Linked DNA regions of Ovis aries: region 2 is linked to region 1. Evidence: chromatin contacts called from public Hi-C data. All regions are on one chromosome and are shown on one strand. The core of a region is the stretch at or near the end of the contact, and the rest is flanking DNA. Distances in the headings are between cores, read along the strand shown.

Region 1 (5,489 bases), core at 558-3,057:
AGACTTCATCTGTCTGTTCCCCTCCTGTGCCTAGAACACTGTCCAACATACAATGGGCACTTAGTAAATATCTGTCAAAGAATGAATAAAATCCCATTTAAACTATTACCACCTTTTCCTGGGGCCATTTTGGACTGAGGGAGATGGCAGCTCTATTCCTCCCTCTAACATGACAAGTCCATCTCCAGAGGCACATACTGTCTTCCTCAAATTTTATTATTCACCTTCTTATATTTGGAAAAACAAGGCGATGTGGCTTAGGAATCTCATTTCCAGGAAAAGAACTAAAATGGTGTGTCAAAGATTATGCACAGGATCCACAAACTAGAAGCAATCAGATGAGAGCAGTTAGGGCAATTATCCCTAAATGAGGAAACAATCCACAGATTTATAATGACAAGCCTGCTGTAACATGGAAAATGAAGTGTGAATCAGGAACTGGAAGGCACTATCACTGACTATGCTTACAAATTATATACAACTATCTGCTAGACTATATACTCCATAAGGGTAGGATGTTTGGGTTTGTTCTATTCACTAGATAGTGCCTGGTATATGCAAGGTGTTTATTAACACTTGTTGAACGAATCAATGAAACTAAATATAAAACACTTATGAAAACATACCTGAAGGGAATGAACACAGGTGGAAAATTATGTTCAAGTGGTGCAACTGTGGGTGTTCCCTCCACTTTCCCTGTTTTCCAATTCTCCCTAAAGTTGTGATAAAACTTTCTCAGTTCAAAGGATGGTCACAGAAATTCCTCACCAGGCTCAGGCTGCTTCCTCCTCTGTCCTACAACGAAGGAAGCATCCGTATTGGACTAGGGATGTGCCTGCCTTCAGTTTGGGGAGGGGTATTTTACAGCGTTTGTGGCTCCAGCCCAGAGCTACTTGCTGCGGCTGCTAAGTCACTTCAGTCGTGTCCGACTCTGTGCAACCCCATAGACGGCAGCTCACCAGGCTCCTCTTTCCCTGGGATTCTCCAGGCAAGAATACTGGAGTGGGTTGCCATTTCCTTCTCCACCAGCCAAGAGCTCCTGGGCTACCAAATATTTAGGCTTTTCCCCCTGGTGCCTCAGATGGTAAAGAGTCCACCCGCAATGCAGAAGACTGGGGTTCGATCTCTAGGTCCCTGGGTGAGGAAGATAGAGAAGGGAATGACTACCCACTCCAGAATTCCATAAACAGAGAAGCCTGGCGGGCTACCGTCCATGGGGTCGCATAGAGTCATACATGACTGAGCAACTAACTTCCCCCCCTCCCCCGCAATAGAGAAGGCGGCCGCTGCACACACCCCCCAACCCCGCCATTGGGGCCTGCATGAGTTTGAACTTCCAGTCGGACTACTCTTTCTCCTAAGCTGCCCCCATCCTTAGCCTCCCTCCCCTCCGCCTGCAGTCACTTCTAGACATACCACGGGGGTCGCACTGCCCGTCTAAGGTGGGGGGGGGGGGGCAGGGTATCTTGTTCCCAAGGGGTTGGTCACTCTCTGAGGGCTCTATCTCCCCTGAGCTTCACTGGTCCTCCCTGGACCTCCTCTTGGCCTCATTCGTCCCCGTGGAGTTCATCCCCCTTGAAGGGGTCGCTCGCTCTATTATTCCCTCGCCCCTCTCCTCAGGGATCATTCGTTCCCAAGGAGGAGTCACCTCAGCCCCCGGGCTCATTCCCCCTGAGAAGGTCGCTCGTCCTCCGGCCCCCCTGAGGCGGCAGGGCACTCGTACCCGAGGGGGAGGTCACGCCTTCCGCCCGGCCCCGTCCCCTCAGAGCCAGCGCCGCCTCCTTCCGGGCCCTCCCCGCCGCGAACAGCGATTCCGGGCGGGGCTCCCGGGAAGGGACGCGGCGGCGGAGCCGGCAACCGGGCCTAGAGCGCAGAGCCGGGCGCCTCGGCGGCGGCGCCATGGCGGGCTGCTGCGCGGTGCTGGGGGCCTTCCTGTTCGAGTACGACACGCCGCGCATCGTGCTCATCCGCAGCCGTAAAGTGGGGCTCATGAACCGCACGGTGCAGCTGCTCATCCTGGCCTACGTCATCGGGTGAGCGCGGCCGCGGGCATCCACCCCGCCGGGGTCCTGGGGTCAGGGCGTGGCCAGAAGGCCGGGAGCTCCTCCTGGGTCCCGGCCGCGCACCTGCTCATCCTGGCCTAGGTCCTCGGCTGAGCCCCGCGAGCGCCCTCCAGGTGGGGTCCTGGGGACAGCGACCCGAAGCCTGTGACATATTCCCACTCCCCAAATCCTCCATCTACTCCACTCCACCCCCAGCCTCGAGGGGGACCGGCTCTGTCCCGGGTCTGGGTTCGGAGGCTGCTTTGATGTTGTGTCTTGAAGGCAAAGCCTAGCTAGACCTTCATCCTCGCCATTCCTGCTTCTTGCCCTTCTGACTTGCTCCCCGATGGCCTTTGACGGGGGCTGGGAGGGCTTCGCCCTAAACTTCTCACTCTTTGCTCTTCACTTCCCGCTGTGAGCTTCCCTTCCCTGGTGGCTGAGGTTAAAGCGTTTGCCTCCAATGCGGGAGACCCAGGTTCGATCCCTGGGTCGGGAAGATCCCCTGGAGAAGGAAACGGTAACCCAATCCAGTATTCTTGCCTGGAGAATCCCATAGACAGAGAAGCCTGGTAGGCTACAGTCCACGGGGTCGCAAAGAGTCGGACACGACTGAGCGACTTCACTTTCACTTTCACTTTCCCATTCTGATGGTCTGCTGACAGAAGCCAAGTTTTGAGACTTCCACTTGGTTCCTTTGGGGTCTGTGGCTTCCTGTCCTTTCCTTTGAGCATCATGTGGTAACCCAGGATAACAGGTCACGCTTTGAAAAATCACTTAAAGTTCAGTTCCTTCGTATTGTGGGGTTGTTGGAGTCTTTGGTATAGGCACCAGCCCTAACCTCATCATTTGCCATGCTGCCCTTTTTGCTTACCTGTCCTGTCACCCTAAGTCCTTACCGAGTGCTTAACTTTAATTGATGTACCCATTGCACTAAAATTAAACTCTAGCCAGAAGGTGGAAGTTAATTTACCAACTCGGCCTGCCTTCCTGGTCCACCTGGAGTGTCTACAGGTGCTGAGATGACAGATGTTATCTAATGCATCATTTTTTGTTTGTTAGTTTTGTTTTGTTAAAATGCCTAATACAGTGTTCCCCAAACTGCACATAGAGCCATTTGGGGATCTTTAAAATATACTGATTACTGGCTCTCAGACCCAGATCTTCTGATTGAAGTGCTATAGAGTATGACCACCTCCCCAGGTGATTCCAATGTGCAGCAAAGTTTTCTTAGTGTTTCCCAAACCTATCTGGTCATGAGAGACTCATCGGAGGAATTGTTTAAAGGTAACAGGAATCCACCCCCCTCCACTGGAGTGGGGCTTGGAATCTATTAACACTGCCTGAAAGAATCCACATAATCTGGCAGGTTTGGCTTCTACCATCTATCGGCACAGCAGGAGTAGGTATTGACAGTGTTCAGTAAAATAGCTTTTCCAGGTGTGGAGTCTACATCACAACCACCTGGCCAACCCCCAAGATTGGACTCATTAGTCACATAAAGTATCATCACAACCAACCCAGTGATTGGGATGGACCCTTCAATTTTGAAACCCATTACTAATGGGTTGGGCTTCCCTCTTAGCTCAGCTGGTAAAGAATCTGCCTGCAATGCAAGAGACCGGGGTTCAATTCCTGGGTCGGGAAGATCCCTTGGAGAAGGAAATGGCAATCCACTTCAATATTCTTGCCTGGAAAATCCCATGGACAGAGGAGCCTTGTGGGCTACAGTCCATGGGGTCGCAAGAGTCGGACACGACTTAGTGACTAAACCACCACCACTAGTGGGTTCACTAAACTCACAGTGCTAGGTTGGACCTTTGGAATCAGGAATTGCCATGCAGCTTTTTCCTTTTGGCTTTTGCTGCTCATAGGAGGATCAGTTTACACCTACTTTGCGGTATCTTAAAGTTCTTGACTACATACAGTACATTGGCACTTGTACTGTATGGTAGCCAGAAGTCCCATGAGGCTGTTGAGCATTTGAAGTATTCCTGCTCCAAATCGAAATGTGCTGTCACTGTAAAATGCACACCACATTTCAAGGACATAGTACGAAAAAAAAGTTAAATATCATATTAATACATCTTATATTGATAATGTTAAGATATATTGGACATATTGAGTTACATAAAATATATTAAAATTAATTTTACCTGTTTCTTTTTAGCATCGCTACTAGAAATGTTTAAATTACATATATGACTCGTGTTGTATTTCTGTTGGGCAATGCAGCTTTTTTTTTTAATCAATTTATTTTGGGCTGCACTGAGTCATCACTGCTGCAACACGGCTTTGTCTAGTTGTGGCAAGTTGGGGCTGCTCTGCGCTGCTGAGCTCGCACTTCTCATTGTGGTGGCTTCTCTTATTGCAGGGCTTCCCTGGTGGCTCAGACAGTAAAGCATCTGCCCGCAATGCGGGAGACCTGGGTTCGATTCCTGGGACAGGAAGATCCCCTGAAGGAAATGGCAATCCACTCCAGCACTCTTGCCTGGAAAATCCCATGGATGGAGGAGCCTGATAGGCTACAGTCCATGGGGTCGCAAAGAGTCGGGCTCTAGAGCACTGGCTCAGTAGTTGTGTTACATGGGCTTAGTTGCCCTGAGGCATGTGGAATCTACCCTGACCGGGATTGAACCCATGTCCCTTGTGTTAACAGGCGGATTCTTAACCACTGGGACACCAGTGAAGTTCCTGGGCAGTGTAGCTTCATAGGGTTCCTGTGGAGGGTTGTCTGCCTTTATTATGGGATTTCTTAAGCAGTAAATGCTTTGCTTTTTTTTATACGTCTTGCTGTGATCAAATCTGACTCAGGATCTGAATTTAGGGGATTTGCGAAAGAAAAACACCATCTCTTAACTTCCTGATTCTTGACTACTTCCTGATTCAGTTCCTCTTGATGAAATTGTGATCTCTTTTCCAAATGTGATCAAAGGTAATTCTTCCTCCAAAAAGAGACTGAACATTTCTCAGTTATCTAATTGTGTTATCAGTCACAGGATGAGGTAATATTTATTTACATAGTGACTGCTGTGAAACCATCTGTTTCTGACTTCTGACAGCAACTCACTGTCCAGTAGGCTCTCCATATCTGCAATTTAAGAGACCTGTTTTATTTTATAGGTGGGTGTTTGTGTGGGAAAAGGGTTACCAGGAAACAGACTCTGTGGTCAGCTCAGTTACTGTGAAAGCCAAGGGCGTCACCATGACCAACACTTCTAAACTTGGATTCCGGATCTGGGATGTAGCTGATTATGTGATTCCAGCTCAGGTAAGCCTCCCACTGTGACTCTGTCTTTTAAACTTCAGGCCCCTAGTTCACTGCTTTCCCTTTGACTTTGCCCACCTGACTGGTGATCAGCGTGCCCAGATCACATGCCCAGATCAGCATGCTCACATCACCAGTGCCCACATTGATGGTTCTAGTCCAAGAAAGCAGTATAGACAGGC
Region 2 (5,099 bases), core at 664-3,163, 270 kb before region 1:
GAATTTATAAAGACCCTACCTGCCACATTTGGCAACAATTTCTAAATGGACTGCAAATGTCAGGCATTCATTTATTTTCTGTACAGGAATGGCGTGTTCTATTTATAATTTTCAAATACCTAGGGTATTTTTAAAAAAAACAACCAAAAACCCAAAACCAAAAACAAGAAAACACAGCTTAAATCTCCAAATAAAATGTTCTCACTCAATAGCTAGATATTTCCTGCTTTTTCATCTAAGGTATAGTCTCAACTTTGGGGAAAGAAAAGAAATTTCTTTATACTTACAAAAGATATACATGCTGCCAACAATAAAATTCTAACTAGTAAGTCTTCAAACTGCTCAATCACAAGTTCCAGCAAGGTTTTTCCTGTTAGAAAGAAACATATTTGTTGTAAATGTCATCTTAAGATCAGCATGGCGAGGGGGCAGAAAAAACATGTTAAGATTACTTACCTTCTTCAGCCGGTAACTCTGTAGAAATTCATCAGGCAACGTGTCAAGAGAAGGAAAAGAAAAAAAAATTTAGCACTCTTTCCAAAAAGAATTACTAAATTATCACTGTCTTTGAAAGATGCACCTAGATGTAGGAACATTCAACAGTATTTAATAGAAACCATATCAAAATGCTACCCCAAGAAAATATGCAATACTTGCTGTACTGATCTACTCTGAAACGTGAAATCTCATCAATACCTAAGCAGGGTTTCTGAAACAAGGAGTCATTTCAGCCCTGTCATCACTTCTGCCAGATGTGTAACTTTGGGTAGTAGAATGGTCAGAGGCATTCTCAACTACAGCGACGCCTCATAAACCGGCTAGGGACGAGAAAATGTCTCGCAGGGCTCAACCCAGATGCAGGAGGCTCATCCCTCCCTCTGCCGGGGCCAGCTGCTGCTGGTAAAGAGCCGCCGAGCTAGCTGCGTGCGGTAGAAGGTCAAGGGCTGGAGCCACGCGGATGTCGAGACGAGGCGCAGACCCGACCTCGGTGCCCCCCGCCTGCAACCCCTCTTCTGCGGGGCCAGCGCGCGGGCTCAACCCGTCGCTTGCAGCCCTCGGCGGGCGCGGAGCCGAGACCCACGAGGTGGAGCCCGGTCAGCCATCTTTCCTGGCTCTCGGGCCCGCGCCGAGCCTCGCGGGGCCCCTGCAGCCCCGGCGCCGGGTACCTACCGTTGGAGCCCCATCTCTCCTTGAGCTTCTTGACCTGCTCCAGGCTCAGGCCGGTGCTCTCGTTGACGCCGAAGTGGCCCAGCACTTCCTCCACCGTCTTTGTGTGCGCGTTCTCCATGGCTGCGGGGGCCCGGCCGGCCTCGCCTCCAGTCCCCGCGGCCTCTTCGTCTCCGCCTAGCACTCGGGCCGCGGGCTCGTGCCACCCCGGGCGCCCAGGCGCGGACTGGTCTCTCCCCCTCCTTCTCCTCCTCCGGCCGCTTCCGCCTCGTTGGGCGCTGAATCACCCCGCGCCCCCTCCCCCAGACAACCGCCCCTCTCGCTGTCCGGCCCTCGCCGGTGCCCGCCCCGGGCACAGCTGGACGGTGGGCGGGGGGGGGGGGGTCCTGACCCTCCCTCCCCTCGTCAGAAGGGAGGGCCTCCTTCACCCTCAACCGCCCGCCGGGAGTGCAGGCCGCGGCCCCGAAGCCCCCTCCCCGTTCTCCAGTGGTGATTCTCAGCCCCGCCCGGGCCGGAGGAGGGGGTGCTCTGCCGACCCTTGAGAGCGGAACGGAGCGAGGGAGGCGAGCCGGCGGGATGGTGCGCGGAGCGCTCGCCTAGTCCCCTCAGCTCTGCACCCCCGACAGTAGCTGAGGAAACTGCGGCTGAGGAGAAGGAGGTGGCGTCGGGGACGGCTCCGCGGCGGCTGCTCTAATAGCATTTATCCGCGGCTGCCTCCCCTCTCGCCGCCGCCGCGGCATGTGGACGCCGCTCATTGGCCAAGCGGGCCCAGCGCGGCGCGGGCGGCGCGGCCCCGCCCCCTCCCTCCGGAGCCCTCCCTCCCGCGCGACTGGCGCCCACGCGGCCGCGCAAGCCCCGCCCCCTCCCGCGCACCGCCCCCAGGAACCCGGATCGAGGCCTGAGCGCGCCGCGCCCGCGCACTGCAGCCTGCGGCCGTCTCTTCGGCGGAGCGCGAGCTCACGGCCTCTTTTTGGCTCTTGAGGATCACGATTCCTACCCGGCTCAACCACCTGCAGACGTAGAAGCCAGGAGGGTGGAGGGCTCACGGTGCGCTTGCTGCACTCGCTGCCCCTAGGGAACTGCCTGCCCTTCAGAATCGGTCTCGGGTTGGGGGTGGGTGACCGGGAAGGCGAGGCCGAAGAACCTATGAACTCGGTCCGCGGAGAGCTTCCGGAAGCGTGCTAGGGTTGGTGTCCTTGGCTCGCTCCCTCGCCCTCCGCCCCCAGGGTCGCGCTCTGCGTCCCTAACCTTATATCTTTCAGAGCCCCTCTCAGGAACGGAGGAGAGGAATTCCGCAGTTCACATCCCACGCGGCCAAAATCCCTCATCTGTCGCTTCGGGAACACCGCATCCCACACCCCTTGCCGAGAGCTCCACCGCATGCAAATAACCAGCCCTACCCCAGCGCCTTCTGTGCTCAGAGGGAATCCCACTCTGGGGAGAGGAAGAAGGAGGTTTTATTTTATCCTTAATACCCCACACAGCTTTTGATACATAGAAGTCACAGTTTACACTACTGTAACTTAAATAAGCCAGAGTTGAGCTAGAAGGTGCGTTGCTTGGACATTAATCAGGCTATTTTTATTTTCTAGACTCCCACTTTCGTTGGTAGCAGAAAAAAGGGACTTTAACCCAAAATCTGCTCTTAAACCGCAGATACTTGCTCTAGAGGTCTGCAGAAAACCCACGTCAACAAAGACCTACTGTATAGCACAGGGAACTCAATAGTCTGTAATAACCTATATGAGAAAACAATCTGACAATAAAGCTATAAAACTGAATTACTTAACTGTACACCTGGAACTAACAGCATTGTAAATCAACTGTATTCTAGTTTAAAAATAAATTTAAAAAAATTTTTAAAAACTAGCATCAAGATAAAGAGAATTTTGCTAATATAAAAAAAATTAGACTATTGGGACTTCCTTGATGGTCCAGTGGGTAAGTAAGACTCCATACTCCCAATGTAGGCAGTCCAGGTTCCATCCCTGGTCAGGGAACTAGATTCCCCCATGCTGCAATTAAAGATCCAGAATGCTGCAACTAAGACCCCGTGCCGCCAAATAAACAGACTGTTTAACAGAGAAAAAGACCTCATTGAATTCAGGAGCAAAAAGTGAACATATTCGCATCACAGAGCAATTTTCTTAAGGGACCCTGTAGCAGGATGAAGCATGTAGTCCAGTTTTGTGTTTGGCTATGATGTACCATCCACACCAGGCAAAGCTGAACAAAAATCACCTCAGCTGTCCCACATGGCTCAACCTCAGGACCTAAGTAAGTGTTAGTCGCTCAGTCGTGCCCGACTCCTTGCGACCCGATGGACTGCAGCCCACCAGGCTCCTCTGTCCATGAGATTTTCCAGGCAAGGATACTGGAGTGGGTTGCCATTTCCTTCTCCAGGGGATCTTCCCAACCCAGGGATCAAACCCAGGTCTCCTGCACTGCAGGCAGATTCTTTACTGACTGGGCTACAAGGGAAGCCCTAAGATAAAGTCCTTTAACAGACGCAAATCACAGTGCATTACCGGGTTGAAAAAAGTCAGGCAGGTCATTTATTTCCAAGGTGTGGAGGCTGGTATGCAGTTTTGGTTGATACTTGGAAAAGGACCAACAAAACCCTACACCAAACAAACAAACAAAAATTCTAGTGTATGGCAGTGCACTAAGAGAAACAAGGTAGAAACTGGTTAGGTCACAGGAATGGAGCCTCTTGCAGGAGGAACAGGTGACTGCATGGTGGGGGTGTCGTAATGGAGGGCTGGGGGTTCTTTTCTTTCTCAAACCAGGTCTGCTCCACTTCTTACCCATTCTGCCTCACCCCGGTGAGAGTAGAAAGGCAAGAGGATTGTTAACCTCAGTCTGGAGATTATCTCAAGCATTTGACTTTGGATCCATGGCTTGGTCTCTGCTTGGAGTTGTCAGCACTTCTGCTTCTTGAGAGGCTCCTGATCAGGGCTTTTGTGCTGAATGCTGTTCCCCAGATCTTCCAGCTTCTTGTTCCATGTTATCTTTCAGATCTCAGTTTACATGTTACCTCCTCAGAGATATCTTGACTGACTACTTAAAGGGCTATGGCTACCCTCCCAGGTCACACTGGCTATCACATTGTTTTATTTTCTTCACAGCACTTACTGCTGATGTGTTTTCTGCTTAGCTGTTTACTGCTTGTTTCCTCCTACTAGGATGTAAGCTCCATGAGAACAGGAGCTTGTCTACCTTGTCCATCATTAGGGTGCAGAAGACCCCTGGTATATATCATTTATAGAATGCCTATTGTTAGAGTGAATGACAGAGTTCCCACCATCCCTGATCAGTGACTTGCAAAGGGCCGGGCCATGGGAGGGCCCCAGCAAGTTTTTGCTGAACTCAAGTTTATTGATTTCCAACTAGTGAAATAAACAGGTTGTTGTGTTAGTCGCTCAGGTGTGTCTGACTCTTTGTCCTCACCAGGATTCTCTGTCCATGGAATTCTCCAGGCGAGAATATTGGGGTGGGTTATCATGCGCTTCTCCAGGGGATCTTCCTGACCCAGGGATAGAACCTGGGTCTTCCGCATGTCAGGCATTCTTTACCATCTGAACCACCAGGGAAGCCCTGTCGCCTCATGTGAATGTGAAGCTTAGGTTTAAAGCAAACGAAAACAAAGCGAAGCAGCATTATAGGTTTCTCAGAGACAAGCATATGTGTAAGTTCACATTGGTAGTGTTACCAGACTGTTCTTTGCAAGTCTATTTCCTGGAGGCTGGAATACAGATATTCCTCAACTTACCATGGGATTATGTCCTGATAAACCCATCATAAGCTGAAAGTGTCATAAGTCAAAAATGCATGTAATACACATAATATGGGCTTCATAGCTTAGCTTTCAATGTGCTCAACACACATTAGCCTACAATTAGGCAAGATCACCTAACACAAAATCTATTTTA

What was found. A called contact is a pair of places that touch in the nucleus more often than the background predicts.
Region 2: a Hi-C map of hypothalamus shows a contact between it and region 1, with 3 times the contacts expected there. The contact joins the promoter of ATP2A2 here to the promoter of P2RX4 in region 1. A contact is called at or near these places in 2 of 16 Hi-C or Micro-C datasets (hypothalamus and tail adipose tissue).

What each region holds. Positions count from the first base shown.
Region 1 is chr17:53,973,879-53,979,367 of ARS-UI_Ramb_v3.0, reverse strand. P2RX4 (purinergic receptor P2X 4) reads left to right here and starts at 1,807. Exons shown (of 11, transcript XM_060401159.1): 1 at 1,807-2,033; 2 at 5,163-5,310. The coding sequence starts at 1,900.
Region 2 is chr17:54,244,743-54,249,841 of ARS-UI_Ramb_v3.0, reverse strand. It overlaps ATP2A2 (ATPase sarcoplasmic/endoplasmic reticulum Ca2+ transporting 2), which reads right to left and starts at 1,913. Exons shown (of 20, transcript XM_042234595.2): 1 at 1,171-1,913; 2 at 457-474; 3 at 288-370. The coding sequence starts at 1,288. LOC121816943 (a long non-coding RNA gene) reads left to right here and starts at 2,085. Exons shown (of 2, transcript XR_006056673.2): 1 at 2,085-2,214; 2 at 2,430-5,099.